Linked DNA regions of Mus musculus: regions 1 and 2 are each linked to region 3. The links are chromatin contacts, called in public HiChIP or PLAC-seq maps. All regions are on one chromosome and are shown on one strand. Each heading gives the region's core, a stretch centred on a gene start, on an enhancer-like site or on the middle of the called end of the contact. The rest is flanking DNA. Distances are from core to core; before and after follow the strand shown. Region 1 overlaps Kcnq1 (potassium voltage-gated channel, subfamily Q, member 1). Region 2 overlaps R74862 (expressed sequence R74862). Region 3 overlaps Nap1l4 (nucleosome assembly protein 1-like 4).

Evidence for each region. HiChIP or PLAC-seq counts read pairs in DNA pulled down with a chosen protein or histone mark.
Region 1: a FOXA1 HiChIP or PLAC-seq map of pancreatic cancer cells shows a contact between it and region 3. The contact joins two enhancer-like sites. A contact is called at or near these places in 2 of 39 promoter capture datasets (the HPC-7 cell line and cranial neural crest) and 5 of 115 datasets of contacts at active chromatin or transcription factors (embryonic basal ganglia, embryonic limb bud, kidney and 2 more).
Region 2: a contact with region 3 is called in a FOXA1 HiChIP or PLAC-seq map of pancreatic cancer cells. The contact joins two enhancer-like sites. A contact is called at or near these places in 3 of 115 datasets of contacts at active chromatin or transcription factors (embryonic stem cells, fibro-adipogenic progenitors and pancreatic cancer cells) and 4 of 9 other capture datasets (adipose tissue, embryonic stem cells, liver and 1 more).

Annotation. Positions count from the first base shown.
Region 1 is chr7:143,179,345-143,183,478 of GRCm38.p6, reverse strand. It overlaps Kcnq1 (potassium voltage-gated channel, subfamily Q, member 1), which reads right to left. Exons shown (of 16, transcript NM_008434.2): 3 at 623-749; 4 at 304-382. Among named protein-coding and RNA genes, the nearest start is that of Gm28821, 41 kb to the right of the region's middle. Within about 2 kb of position 2,503, at least 62 of the 459 cell types and tissues checked have an H3K27ac peak or open chromatin away from gene starts, as enhancers often do. A contact at or near this core is called in pancreatic cancer cells, where this site is marked.
Region 2 is chr7:143,022,885-143,027,549 of GRCm38.p6, reverse strand. It overlaps R74862 (expressed sequence R74862), which reads left to right. Exons shown (of 5, transcript NR_110354.1): 5 at 4,232-4,665. Among named protein-coding and RNA genes, the nearest start is that of Tspan32, 20 kb to the right of the region's middle. Within about 2 kb of position 1,914, at least 7 of the 459 cell types and tissues checked have an H3K27ac peak or open chromatin away from gene starts, as enhancers often do. A contact at or near this core is called in pancreatic cancer cells, where this site is marked.
Region 3 is chr7:143,516,001-143,520,183 of GRCm38.p6, reverse strand. Nap1l4 (nucleosome assembly protein 1-like 4) reads left to right here. Exons shown (of 16, transcript NM_008672.3): 15 at 1,299-1,334. The coding sequence ends at 1,304. Among named protein-coding and RNA genes, the nearest start is that of Gm23297, 13 kb to the left of the region's middle. Within about 2 kb of position 2,648, at least 5 of the 459 cell types and tissues checked have an H3K27ac peak or open chromatin away from gene starts, as enhancers often do. A contact at or near this core is called in pancreatic cancer cells, where this site is marked.

The DNA.
Region 1 (4,134 bases), core at 1,254-3,753, 340 kb after region 3:
TGAGAACCCTCTCTCCAGGAGCCCTTTTATATGGCCTTTTTGGGGGAGACCAGAAACCCAGGGTCACCCATATGGCAACCACACAGTCAGGCTATCATCTAAGTCTTAGAAGCTAGGAAGTACTGGGGTCAAACCTTGAACTCAGGGTTGCATACTGTTTCAATATGATGAACTATGGCCACCCTTCCCCTGTGCCACTCACCATGAAAGAGACAGGTAGAGGGAGGGAGAGACTACAGCTTAGGAGGAAAGGGCTTTGTAGTGGGTCTTCTCTCACAGGAAGAAATGGAAGAGCCAACATACCTGATAGCTGATGTGGCGAACACTTGTCCTTTGGAACCCACGCAGAGGACAACCATAGAGGCTACAACCACGATGAGGTCTGTGGGAGGGGCAGGGGGTCATGACTTCTGGTAACCAGGAATCTGGGGAGGGTAGGCTACCACCCACACCTGAGGGTTATGCCACTAAAGCAAGATGGGACCCAATAACCAAGGGCACAGGAATAATCTAGGGGTCTCCATCCATGGAGATTCTCTGGGGATGACTGTAATGGGAATGTCCTTCTGGACCCATGAATGTGTGGAATGGAATGTCTGCAGGATGTGTAGGCAGGACTCACCAATGATGGAAATGGGCTTCCGGGCAAAACGTAGCCGGCCCCAGATGCCCACGTACTTGCTGCGGCAGCCTGCAGACCAGAGGCGGACCACATATTCTGTCCCAAAGAACACCACAAGGACAATCTCCTGAGAAAGAAAGCAATAAGCCTGTGTTAGAGGCTATGACCACTCAGGCTAGAGCACCTACACCAAGCTACCATGCCAGGAGCCTCTGCTGAGACACAACCGTGACTAGCAGGCTCAGGTATCCATCTGTGGTAACTCATAGTACCTATAACAACTGTCCAGAGAGGTTAACACACTGAGCCCAGGGATGCTAAGAGTAGACAGTGTCAGCTGTTATTTGCTGGGGAAGACTCCACACCAGGGTTGGGGTTTAATGATCTGGTCTGGTAACATAGTGCTGACATTTGTGTTGTCTAGCTTCATGGAATCAACAGAGCTCAAGTTCTATATCTGAAAATGAGGGTTCAAGGACATGTGTCTTTTGAGGACTGTCTCCCTTAGAGCATAGCTCACAGCTCTGCCTCACACTGGAGACACCGTACCCACCATCCATAGCCTCTATTGAGGTTTGGGTACAAAAGTCCCCCCAATCCATCCAGAGGCAGTAGAGGAATCAAGCAAGGGCACGGGCAGCAACGGATGTGAAATAACTCTCCTAGGTCAATTCACACAGACCAGACCTCTCCCAATGTATCCACATACACTCTGAAGTCAGAGTGCACTGAAAGGGAGGCTTTACAAGCTAGAGAAACCCAGGCTGTCATCCAGGTTACTTACTGCAGTGGATGGACAGATCAACACAAAGGTGGATGGATAGAAGAGGAGATGGGTGAGTGGACAAATGGATAGGCATGTGAGTGGATGGATAGATGGATGAATGGAAGAATGGATGGATAGGTAGATGGATGGATGAATGAGAAGGTGGGAGGATGGGAAAGTGGAGAGATGGACAGATGGATAGATGGACAGATGGATGGATGGATGGATGGATGGATGGATGGATGGACGGATGGATAGATGGATGGGTGTGTCGATGGTTGGTTGAGTAGATGAATAGGAAGGTAAATAAATAATTGCAGGTGACTGGTGTGAGAACCAAGTTAAAAAAAAAAAAAACAAAGTGGATCCATTAGCTCTCTCAATAAAAACAGACTCAGCCTCTGACCATGATTTATAATTCAGCTAGCAGCAATCTTGGGGCCTTCCCAGTCTGTGACAGCACTGGGTGAGAGCAACTGTACTGCTTTGTGTTCACACAGCCTTGACACAAACTGAAGGGACGGTCGCTGGCGGCCTGGCAATCACCATGAGAGAAGTCAAGGTAAGCCTGGGGCCTTGCCTTTGATTGGTGAATAGCCTCTCCTTCCCTAGCCTTCACTATCTGCCTCTTCAATGAAACACCCAAAGACCTGTCACATGCACAGTATCTGGAGGGTGAGGCATTGGCTGGCTTGCTATGGCATAGTGATGTCAGAAGGTCTGGTCTGGGATACCCATACTCTGCTGCCAGTTTCCGTTCTCTCCCAGCTCTTGCCACAGGGTCATTGTCAGGGACTGGCTGCCCTGAGTGAGAATCCCCTTCCTGCTTGTTCCACCCCTGGGCAGCTCAGGTCTGATCCTCAGTCCTGCTATGGCGTGAAAATGTGAGTAGCCGCACCACAAGTGGGTGATGGGAGGATTTGAAATAAGTATACATTCCATGCGAACTACAGCCTATGGTGGCCTCCAGGTCTCCAGCCCTGTCCCAGACCTGTTCCCCAGCTCCCAGCCAGCCTTCTTTGGTATGAGGCCCTTGGGGAAGGCCTGGGGTGAGGAGGTGAAACCACTCCCACATATGTTAGGGGACTGTGCAAAGCCACAAACCCGAGAAGCCACAAAGCATTGTGCTGCTCAGGCCTGCTTCCAGCTGGCTCCCTGCCTGGCCTCCCTCAGGAGCCTGGCCCTGGAGGGAACTTCCTCTTTGAAGGGTGACACATGCTGGCCCTGCCCCCACCTGTCGGCTGCTGGAGAGTCCACCATGAGTGAGGGCTGAATACTGCACATCATATATAAATGCTTTTAATTAAGACAAAATAGTACACCACCTGGCTTGTGTTTTGGGCATGAGCAGTGACTGATGGAAGGAGTGAGCTTGGGAGATCATAGCTCCTTCCTTGTGAGAAAAGCATTTGGCCCATGAAGTGAACTCATTGGGAATGGGGGGGGGGTGGCTATGTGTGGGAGAGCGAGAGAGTGCTGGCAATGATGGGCCCAGTTTGGCTGAGCATACCAGGGAGGAGCCATAGTCTCGTTCACTCCAGTCAGAGCTCAATATTGGCCTGTTGAATGAATGAATGATGAGTGAATGAATGAACGGGCAAATGAACAATCTCTGAGCAGCTGGCTTGCAGGGATATTGATTCATCTTTGTTTCTTGAGAATCTGGGTCTGTAGGGCTGTTGCCCAAAGTACTGTGTGTATCTTTGGCCAACATGAAAAACATACTCCCAATCCCCAGCACAGGATATGACTTCATGGGAGACAGCATGCCTGACCATGAGAAGTCCCAATATTTAGTTACAGTGCTAGCCCAGGCAGAAGGCCTCTGTTCCAATTTCATGGCCATACATCACCCAGCTGGCTGATCATCTAGTGAGTTTCTCTCATTTGCAGATGTTTGTCATTATTCAAATATCTCCTTAGCAATGGCTTCTGATGGCTACAGGTGCCCCCTGACCTAGTACTTGGAGGGAAACCCATTTTGGAATTGGCTATGTGAAACAGCAAGATCCCCTTACACAGATCTCCAATTCAGCATGTGAACACAGTGTGAAGCCTGGATTCAGCGGACTTGAGCCCCTTCATCCCCTGAAAATGTCTGGCTAGTTATGTCCAGGGCAGGCCAGGCTGAGTTAATCAGTAAGGCTCAGGGGCTTCTAGGAAAGAGACATAGGAAAACAACCCTGTCCTAGGTAGAATGTAGCCATATCTAGTGTTTAGACAGAGATAAAATGGTTTTCACCAGCTTTGCACATATACTGGACCTAGGAGGAGTAGCCCTCAGACCAAAGGTCACACTGGAACTCCAGTGAAGAATTAGCATTTAGCAGTAGTGTGAGTCTGTAGGAGACACACTGTGGGGGACAGTTTAATTCAGGTAACAACACCCTAGTCCATAGCAGGGTTAGTGGGGCGAGCTTAGCCCTTGTATAACAGACCACAGGGTTGATACCAGCTGTTGTTCCAGCATAGTCACCCCTGCTCAGTCAGGGCCAGGCCTGAAGCTCACCTGTCTTATAGACATAATCCAAATGCAACCCCAGTGTTGAATGATAGGCCTCAAATTTCTCAACAGAACACATAAATACCTGTTACCCCTCCCTCACCCCCATGCCTGCTCCTGCTGTCCACTTGAGGTCAAAGGTTATGGGCTATCACCCAAAGGGTCTCATGGCCCAGTGCACCCAAAAGCCTCCCTAGACCCCAGACACATTGCATCCTCTGGGTTCTCCATGTCCTCAGAGGC
Region 2 (4,665 bases), core at 665-3,164, 490 kb after region 3:
AGAGAGAAAGCGAGACAGAGAGAGACAGAAAGACGACAGACACAGGCAGAGAGACACAGACAAACACAGACACACACATGCACTTACATGCATACACACATACCCACACACAGAGAAACACACACATGCTTTCTTGAAGGGCTTGGCACCTATCACAGTGAGCTGGCAAATATACCTCTGCATATTAGGCCAGCAGACTGGAAACTCAAGTGCGGTTTTTTTATGGCTCAGGCTGACATCAAATTGCTTATCTGGGAAATGAAAGTGTCTGCCCCTCAGGCTTCCATACACTGGACAAGATGCTCTGGGGATCACCTGATGTCCCAGGTTGATTTCTATTGGTGTGACAAATACTATAACCAAAACCACTATAACCTAGGGAACAAAAGATTGATTTCACCTTACAGCTTCTAAGTCCCTTACGGAGGGAAGCCAGGCAAGAAACTCAAGGCAGGAGCTGAAGAACAGGCCATAGAGGAACAATGTTTATTGGCTTGCTCCTCATGGCTTGGACAGCCTGCTTTCTTATACAACCCAGGACCACCTGTCCATGAATGGTGCCACTCACAGTGGCCTGGCCCCTCTTCAATCATTAATCAAGAAAATGCCCCACAGAAATTGCCTACAGGCCCATGGGATGGCAGGTCCTTCTTTCCATGTGACTTTAGTTTGTGTTGATGAAATCTAACCAGCACCCTTGCCTAGTTATTCCTCACTTGGATAAAACATGCTCACAGCAGCAAGGTTTCGAACCCGCATCTGGGCAGCATGTCCTGGGCCAATAGTTACTTCTCTCTGTGTGTTGTGGCCAATAACTGACAAACATCAACTTAAAGGAAGAAGGATTTGTTGTGGCTCACAGTTCAGAGAATGTAGCGTGTACCTTGACAGAGAGCCCCTTGGTCCATGGTGCTGGCTAGACAGCAGAGAGATGGGAACTCCCAACTCAGCTGGCTTTCTCCCTTTTACTTTTTATTTAGTTTGGAAGCCCGGCCTATGGGATGGTGTGGCCACATTCAGGGTGTATCTTCTCTTGTTAGTAACACCAGAAACACCAAAGGTACTTCGTTAATGCCCCCCAAGTGCTTTATTTTTAGTTTGTATTTATTTATTTGTATGTGTATGCCATGAAGAGAGTGGAAGGAGCCGCCCATGATGGCACACAGCTTTAATCCCAGCAATTGGGAGGTAGAGGTAAAGGGACCTCTGTGAGTTCCAGGATGTTTATGGGCAGCACTGTGATCTCTATGGAGATACACTAGCATCCCCCATGAACCAGCAAGACAAGATGCATTATCCCATCCATCAGTTGACAGGAAGCACAGCAGGTGGCTTGTGAAATGGAAACAGACATGGCCAAAACTTGTGCAAACTTAGTTAACCAGCAGAGAAATGGGAAATCAAACCCAGAAAGCAATAGCAATTTATACCAATGACTGACATACACAAGTTCTAAATGTGTAAGTAAGAGCACATATGGACCGGGGCACCCGCATGTGGCTGGTGCATTTTCAATCTGTAACCAACACTTGGGAAACAATTGGCAGCTTCCTTTGGGGTGCAAGCTGACACCTGCCAGTGACTCAGTCTCCTGTTGTCCACCACCCTGAAGGAGGTTGCTTCTTTAGATTTGTGAGATGTTCTGGAGGACTTTCCAGTTGTCTTAATGTAAAGCCACTGGCTCCCTTTTATCTGTGTTGACATTCTTAGCAAATGATTTTACCCTGTGCCCTATATGCCTTTATTTCTTGCTTTTCTCTGGCCAAGCTATTTTTTTCCAGATCATTGTATCCTGGGATCCTTTGCTCCTGAGCCTGTTAATCTGAGAGAAAGCACTCATTGAAACTGTTCTTGACTCATTCCTGCTGAAGTGACTAATGCCTTGACAAGCAAAACCACTTAGGGAAGAGAAAGGTTTATTTGGCTAGAAATTTCAAGTCACCGCCTATCATTTCAGGGAAGTCAACGCAGGAATGTAAGTAGGTGGTAACATCACATCCATAGTCAAGAGAACAAGGAAATCAACTCGTTCAGGCCTCCTTGGTTGATAGCCCTCAAATAGTTTTCTCTCTCTTCTTATTGTTCAGGATCACCTGCCTAGGGAATGGTGCCGCCTGCAGTGGTCTGGGTCTTCCCACACCAATAGGCAACCAAGACAATTCCTCACAGACATGTCTACTGGCCTACCTGAGCTAGATAATTCCTCATTACAACCCTTGCCAAAATGCTTTAAGTTGGCAATTCAAAGTAACCAGCATAGGATTGCAGAGGGAGCTCAGTAGCTAGGAGCACATCCTGCTCTTTGAGAGAACCAGAGTTTGATTCCTAGCACCTACATTATGTGGCTTATACCCACCTACAACTCCACTTTCAGAAGATCTAACTCCCTTTACTCGTCTTTGTGGGGTCCCACATATATACGGCATATACACATGCGCGCGCGCACACACACACACACACACACACTGGTGTTCAAATGCCCGAGTCTATGGGATGTATCTCTCATTGAAACCACCAAACCAACCAGTTCAAACACTTATGCCACATCTTGAATGCTGTACCAGGTTGAGATTCTTCCAGTAAACAAACACGTTCTCTACTCTTACTTCACTCTCCATAGAACCTCAGCTCATAGACAAGAGCCATCCAAGTTCTTTGCTGCAAGTTAAAGATGCTGGTCTCAGTTTCAAGTGCAATCCTCATTTCTAACAGAGATCTCATTAGACTGGCCTTAACTGACAAAGTTTCTTCTGCCTGCATCCTAATTACAACCATGTAGTCAGTCCTTAACATGTCCTTGCTCTTCCTTGATCTTCTGTCTTCTGTGCCTTTACCAGAATTATCTACATTGCCCCACTCAAAACAGTTTAGTCTCTTTTCCTTAAAAAAATTCTAATTGTGTGTATATATGGTGTCAGTGTATGCATGTAAGACCAGAGAGGGAGTTGAATTCCCTAGAGCTGAAGAAAGGTATGAACCACCACCACCCAGCCTGAAAATAGATCCCCCCTCAGTAATATATTATGATTGGTTTCCTTTCATTCCTCCCAGTTCCTCTTCCCCAACCCCTATCTAGAACCGCCCACTTTCTGTCTCTCTTTAGAAAACAAACAGGCTTCTAGGGGATAATAGTAAAAATATAACAAAGTACAATATAATGAGATAAAACAAAAATTATGTCATTGGGGTTGGACAAGACAAACCAACAAAAGGAAAAGAACCCAGGAGAGGCACAAGAGTCAGAGACCCACTCATTTGCTCACTCAGGAATCCCACAAAGCTCTGTGCCACCATTCCCCTAGCATATCTTGCAGCATGGACACCATTGCAGATCAAAGGGTTTGTAGCTGGGTCGGTATTGATGTTTCTTTTTTGGTAGCATGCAGAGTACCTCCTGTACTAAAGATGCTAGGATGTGGGGATGAAGGCTCTTATAGACACTAGCTTGACTTGTCCATATTCAATGAGTTCTGTAGGTGTTGTCTTCAGCAATAGGGTTTTGCTGTCTCAAGTTTTTGGGGGAGCAACCTACTGTTTTGGCAACAGCCTGGGTTGTTTGGGGTTTCCCATGGGACCCCTTTGGCCAACAACTTAATTAGATGTAACCCAATTCTGTTATTGGAAGCTTCATTTGGTATCAAGAGATGGCCAGATGAGACTGTCTCCCTTATTATTTGATATTTCACTTAGATTGCTTTCATATGTTCTCCCTCATCCGCTTCTCTCCACCCCCTCCCCACTTGATCCTCTTGTTTCAGCACCTCCCCCATCCATTCATAACTATCTTTTCTACTTCCCTTTTTAAATGAGAACTACTTGTTAGTACCAGTTTTCTCTATCAGTTGGCATTACATCACGATGATGAAATACCTGTGCTTTTGAGGAAATTAATTTTGTTCATGATTTTGAAAGGGCAAGGTTAAGGGGCTTTCCTCTGGTGATGGCCTCCTTGCTTCAGAGTCCTGGGACACCAAAGGGCATTCCCACAACAAGAAACAGGATGAGTGTAAATCAGTCAGGAAACTTAAGGGGCCTTACCCTTCAGACCCTATTATCACATCATCTTGACCTGTGGGCATGACTGTTAGGGGGTTTATGTGGAAAGACCTGGCCCACTGTGGGCAATACCATTCCCTAGGCAGGTGGTCCAGAACAATAACAGGAAGGACAAGGTGATCTGAGAGCAACCAAGCAAATAGACCTGCATACATTTATTTCTCTCTGTTCCCAGGGGCCCTGTTTCTGAACACCACAGTCAGATTAAGTTTGTATCCTTTTAATCCTCACAACGAAGATCAAACTTGGAGACAACATTAAACTTCAATTCAACTGCATCCAAATCATATAATTACTAAAGGACTAATCTTAAAGCCAAAGGCAGAAGAGCACGGGGAGGCTGCCCTGGGATTCACTGAAGTTGCCATTCATACAGCTAATGATCAGGGGCACTCTGTGGAATGTGACTTCTTAGGAATCATTTAAGATCGCATTGGGAGATTGCATTGCAAAATTACATGGTGTCCTGTGGCATATAATATGTGTAGCCAATGTGTGGTGATGCTTTCCCCGCAAACCAGAATCCCCCAGCTGGAAGCCTCAGGGGTAGCTGTGGGGGCACCACTTCTTTCAATAAGAGCGAATGAACCATTCTAGGAGTTATGTATG
Region 3 (4,183 bases), core at 1,399-3,898:
CTTCCAGCTCTTCCCTAGAGGGATGTTGTGACAGGAAGCACCCGTGTGCATCAGCAGAGCACCTGGTATGGATTGTGTGCGATAGTAAAGAAAATTAGCTTGTAATCAGAATTTTTGCTTAGGAGATTGACAAAAAAGCATCGTATGTACATATACATATGCATAGTGATTGTTGCAGGACAGGAAGACTGGCAAAAGAAACGACAATCTGCACCACCAGTTTCACCTGGAAGCTTGGGGTTTTCTCTGTGGTCTCAGGAGACTCTTCATTAGGGGGCTTTGGCACCCGATGGCAGGATGCCCTGAGCTGCTCTAGTGCAGCCATACTTTCCTGTGTTTGACAGTGTGGAGTCTGTTGGAATGCATCCCTGCCTGGTGTCCCTGTGCCTTGCATCTCTGACTGGCTAGTGTCTGTCTGTTGTCCTTGTTTTCCCTGGGTGGAGTGTGTGCTAAAAGCTGTCAGTGCAGCGACTTGGTGGTGTGACTGCTGTGCTGCTGAGAATGCATGCACACACTGGGAAGTTTCCAGAGGGAAAAATGGGAAAGCTGCCACCACCCACACGAATGCCACTCCCCTCTAAAGGTCACTCATGGGTCATGGAGACTATACTACCTGGTGAGCCTCGGGGTGTTGGCTATTCATGCTCTGTGAGCAGAGGATGGACACATGGTCACAGTACAGTTGGCAGGGACCAGGGCAGCTTGTCACATGCATGTTCCAACTTGGTGCACCTTGGCTTCTGTGCTGTGCTTGTCTCACATAGCCTCCATTGCATCCCCTCTCCCATTTATTTCTTCTTCCTGTTGTTTTCCCTTTGCCTTCTGTCTCCTCTCATATCCCCGTTTTTGAAGAGAGCCTCTCACCCAACTTATCATGAGATTAGTAGAAAACCCCACAAACACTTGACCTTTTGCATTGTCTAGGGGTGGAAAGAAGCTTCAGAAGTAGGCAATGGGGGTACAGTGTAGAGCTGTTGTTGCAGGCAACCCAAGGGGTGGTCCTTCTGTCCTTAGGTCAAGGTGTGATTGTTCTGTGGCTTCATGTGCACCCTCCAAAGTGGAAGGTAACTAGAATCATCACTAAAAAACTGCACACAGTGTTGTCTGGGAGTTGTTTATTGTAAGAGGGAATAAAGTTTGACCTCGGGAAGGCATGCAGCTCTGGTGCGCTGAAGCTGCTCCTACCCCTACTGGAAGCTCTTGTATCTTGAGAATGTGGCTGTTGCCTCCTGTATAATTTTGTGCATTTCATTTTCTTTCATGCTGACAGTTCCTTTTCAATTTTTTTCCCCATTTAGGTGTAATTTTTGTGTTAATCATTCATGCGTTTCTAGGTAAGGTGGAATCTGTTCATACCTAACTTCCAAATTGCTGTCTGTAATTGATTCGTTGATTATTTTGACTTCTGGGACATTGAAAGATGTGATCCATTGCATCGTATAGGAGCTGGGGCTGCCTCTGGGCCTTGTGAGTGGCACTTGTACTGGCTCCACAGTTAATGCATTTGTAAAACCAGCAGAACAGTGAGACTCAGCTCCTACCTTCAGGGCCTGGTGTTTTTGATAACTGCGCAATGAGCTGTGCTGTGGGGAGCATTGTCACTGGTAACAGAACAAGAGCCTCAGGGGTCACCCTGGACAAAAAGCCCTGATAGAAAAATGCCTGTTGTCTACACTGCACCAGGCTTAAAGACACTATGTGACTGTAGTCGCTCTGGATTTGTCTAGGTGTCTACCAGGCATTGGGTAGACCAGTAAGTGAACAAAACGATCATGTCAGGTGGCCTGGTGTACCTGCCAGCATGGCCACTATAAAGCCCCATCTCAAGATTTGTTTGGAGGATGACAGAGCCAGTTGTGGACACAATGTAGGGCACCTTGTTTTCCCTGTTTAGTTTGGAGATCACACTCACCTATAAGTAATTAGCAGCGAGGGGAGGCCCTTGTCAGTGACAGAGTCTTCCCTGTGGGGTGCTCACAGCTTTTGCACATATCTAATGCAGTAAGAAAAGGAAGAAAGGCCAGGCAGAGTGGGAGGCACCACAAGGATCTCATGTGTAGGCTCCTGCCTTTTTTTATTTGTAGGCAACAGTTTATAAGGAATTGTCCAGAGTGACAGGAGTCTGACAGAGCCTAGTCCTGTTGTCTTTGATGGGCTCACTCTGGGCCTTCTTCACTCTAGCTGTTAGGTACAGTTGACTGTCAGTGTTAAAACATTCCTCTTTATCGAGGCCATAGTAGCAGAACTATGGTGCATGTCCACTTGCTGGTAGCTTTGGTGTGGGCCTTGCCCTCTAGTGCAGCTGACATAGTGGAGTATATAAGTGACCTCAGCTCCACCTTTCTCAGGCCCACCATGCTTTTGATAACCCCACCTCATGTAGGCCTGTGGTGATCGAGGTTTTGACCGACTTAATGCATTTTAAGTGCTAATGTTGAGGGGCCGGCCAATTTGTCATTAAGATTTGTGATGTAGCAGAAGCTACAGTTCAGTTGGCAATTTAGTTTCTGACTGTGTCACAGGCCAAAGCCAGTGTCCCGTTTGCAAAATCCCCTTCAAGGGCTTGTTATCCCAGTAGTAGCATAAGTGGACACTGCTGCCTACTGCCTGGCATGGGTGGGGTGTGGAGCTGTGGTTTCCTTGTGTAAACCTGCTGCCTCACTGTTCTTACCTTTCCAATGGCCTCTTCTGCCACCCTAATAAAGATTATTCTCCTCGGTAGCTTCATTACCTAAACTGCTATGGCTTATGTTTTGGATTTTTACATCCTCGAGTTTTGGTTTTTTTTGAAGACAAAAAATTTTACATTCCTGTGGTCAAAATACCACTTCCTTTAAGTAACAGGATAAAGTTCAGGATGCCTATGTTCTGAGGCCGTGGTAGGGAGGCACCTAATCCTTGCCCACTTGTTTTTTACCTGCAATGCCTTTATTTTTCTGTGCTGGGGGAGACCCCCGTTGCATCCCAGCCCCTAGAGCTCCCACTCCTTCCCTTGTGTGCATTGCTTGCCTTCTTCTCTCCTATCCCTGCTGTACTCGCTTGGGACACCCTGCCTCTGATGCTCTCTAGGTCAGTAGGTTAGTGACCATGACCACTGTGTTGACTACCTCTAGATCTAGCCTTGGCTGTCTTTTGACAGCTCTTGCTTGATTGGCATCTGAATTGAGCTTCTCTAGAGAAACAACTGATAGAATGAATCCATTATAAATGGGATTTATTAGAGTGGCTTATAGTCTGTGATTCAACTATTCTAGAACTGACTGTCTCCCAATGGAAAGTTCAAACATTTGATCCTTACTTGGTCCACAAAGTTGGGTGTCTCAGCTGGTTTTGTGTATATGTCACCATCCCAAAGAAATAGGCTCTAACGCCAGTGAAGGAATGGACTTGCCTGACAGTGAGGGCAAGCAGGTAAAGAGCAGAAACTTTCTTTCTCCATGTCCTTTACATAAACTACCACTAGGAGCTGTGGCCTAGGTTTAAGGTAGGTCTTTCCACTTCAAATAATCCCATCAAAAAAGTCCCCCACAGGAGTGCCCAACAGCTTGGGTTTGAGTTAATTCCACATACAGTGAAGTTGACTGCTGAGAATAGCACAGCATCTCTGGGCTTGGGTTCCTTGTTGACTTACAAGGCCCCTGAAACACAGGGGTGGGAACCATAACCTGGAGGGCTTAGTTATATCCCTGTGTTCTTCTCAGGCTGGAGAGATGGCTCAGTGGTGAAGAGCACTAGTTGTTCTAGAGGTCCTGGGTTCACTTCCCAATATCCACACAATAGCTTACAACCATCTGTAATTCCAGTTACAGGGGATCTGATACCTATCCTCACACAGACACAGCATACATAAATAAACTTAAATTGGAAAAAGTAGAGGTCTAACCAAGCCAAGATTCTCTCGTGTGCCTCAACATTGTATTTTTGCCCCTGAAGTGTGATGCTTCAAGGTGGATTCTGGTCTCATACCATAGGTACTTCTGGTGTTAACATACATGTGATGCAGGTTTTTCTTAGAACACACACAAACTCCCATAGCCATAGTCAATCTTTTTTTTTTTTTTTTTTTTTGGTGGTAGTGGTGGTGGTGGTGGTTTTTTGAGACAGGGTTTCTTTGTGTAAACAGCCCTGGCTGTCCTGGAACTTGCTTTGTATAGAGGCTGGACTCAAACACCAGAGATCCAAC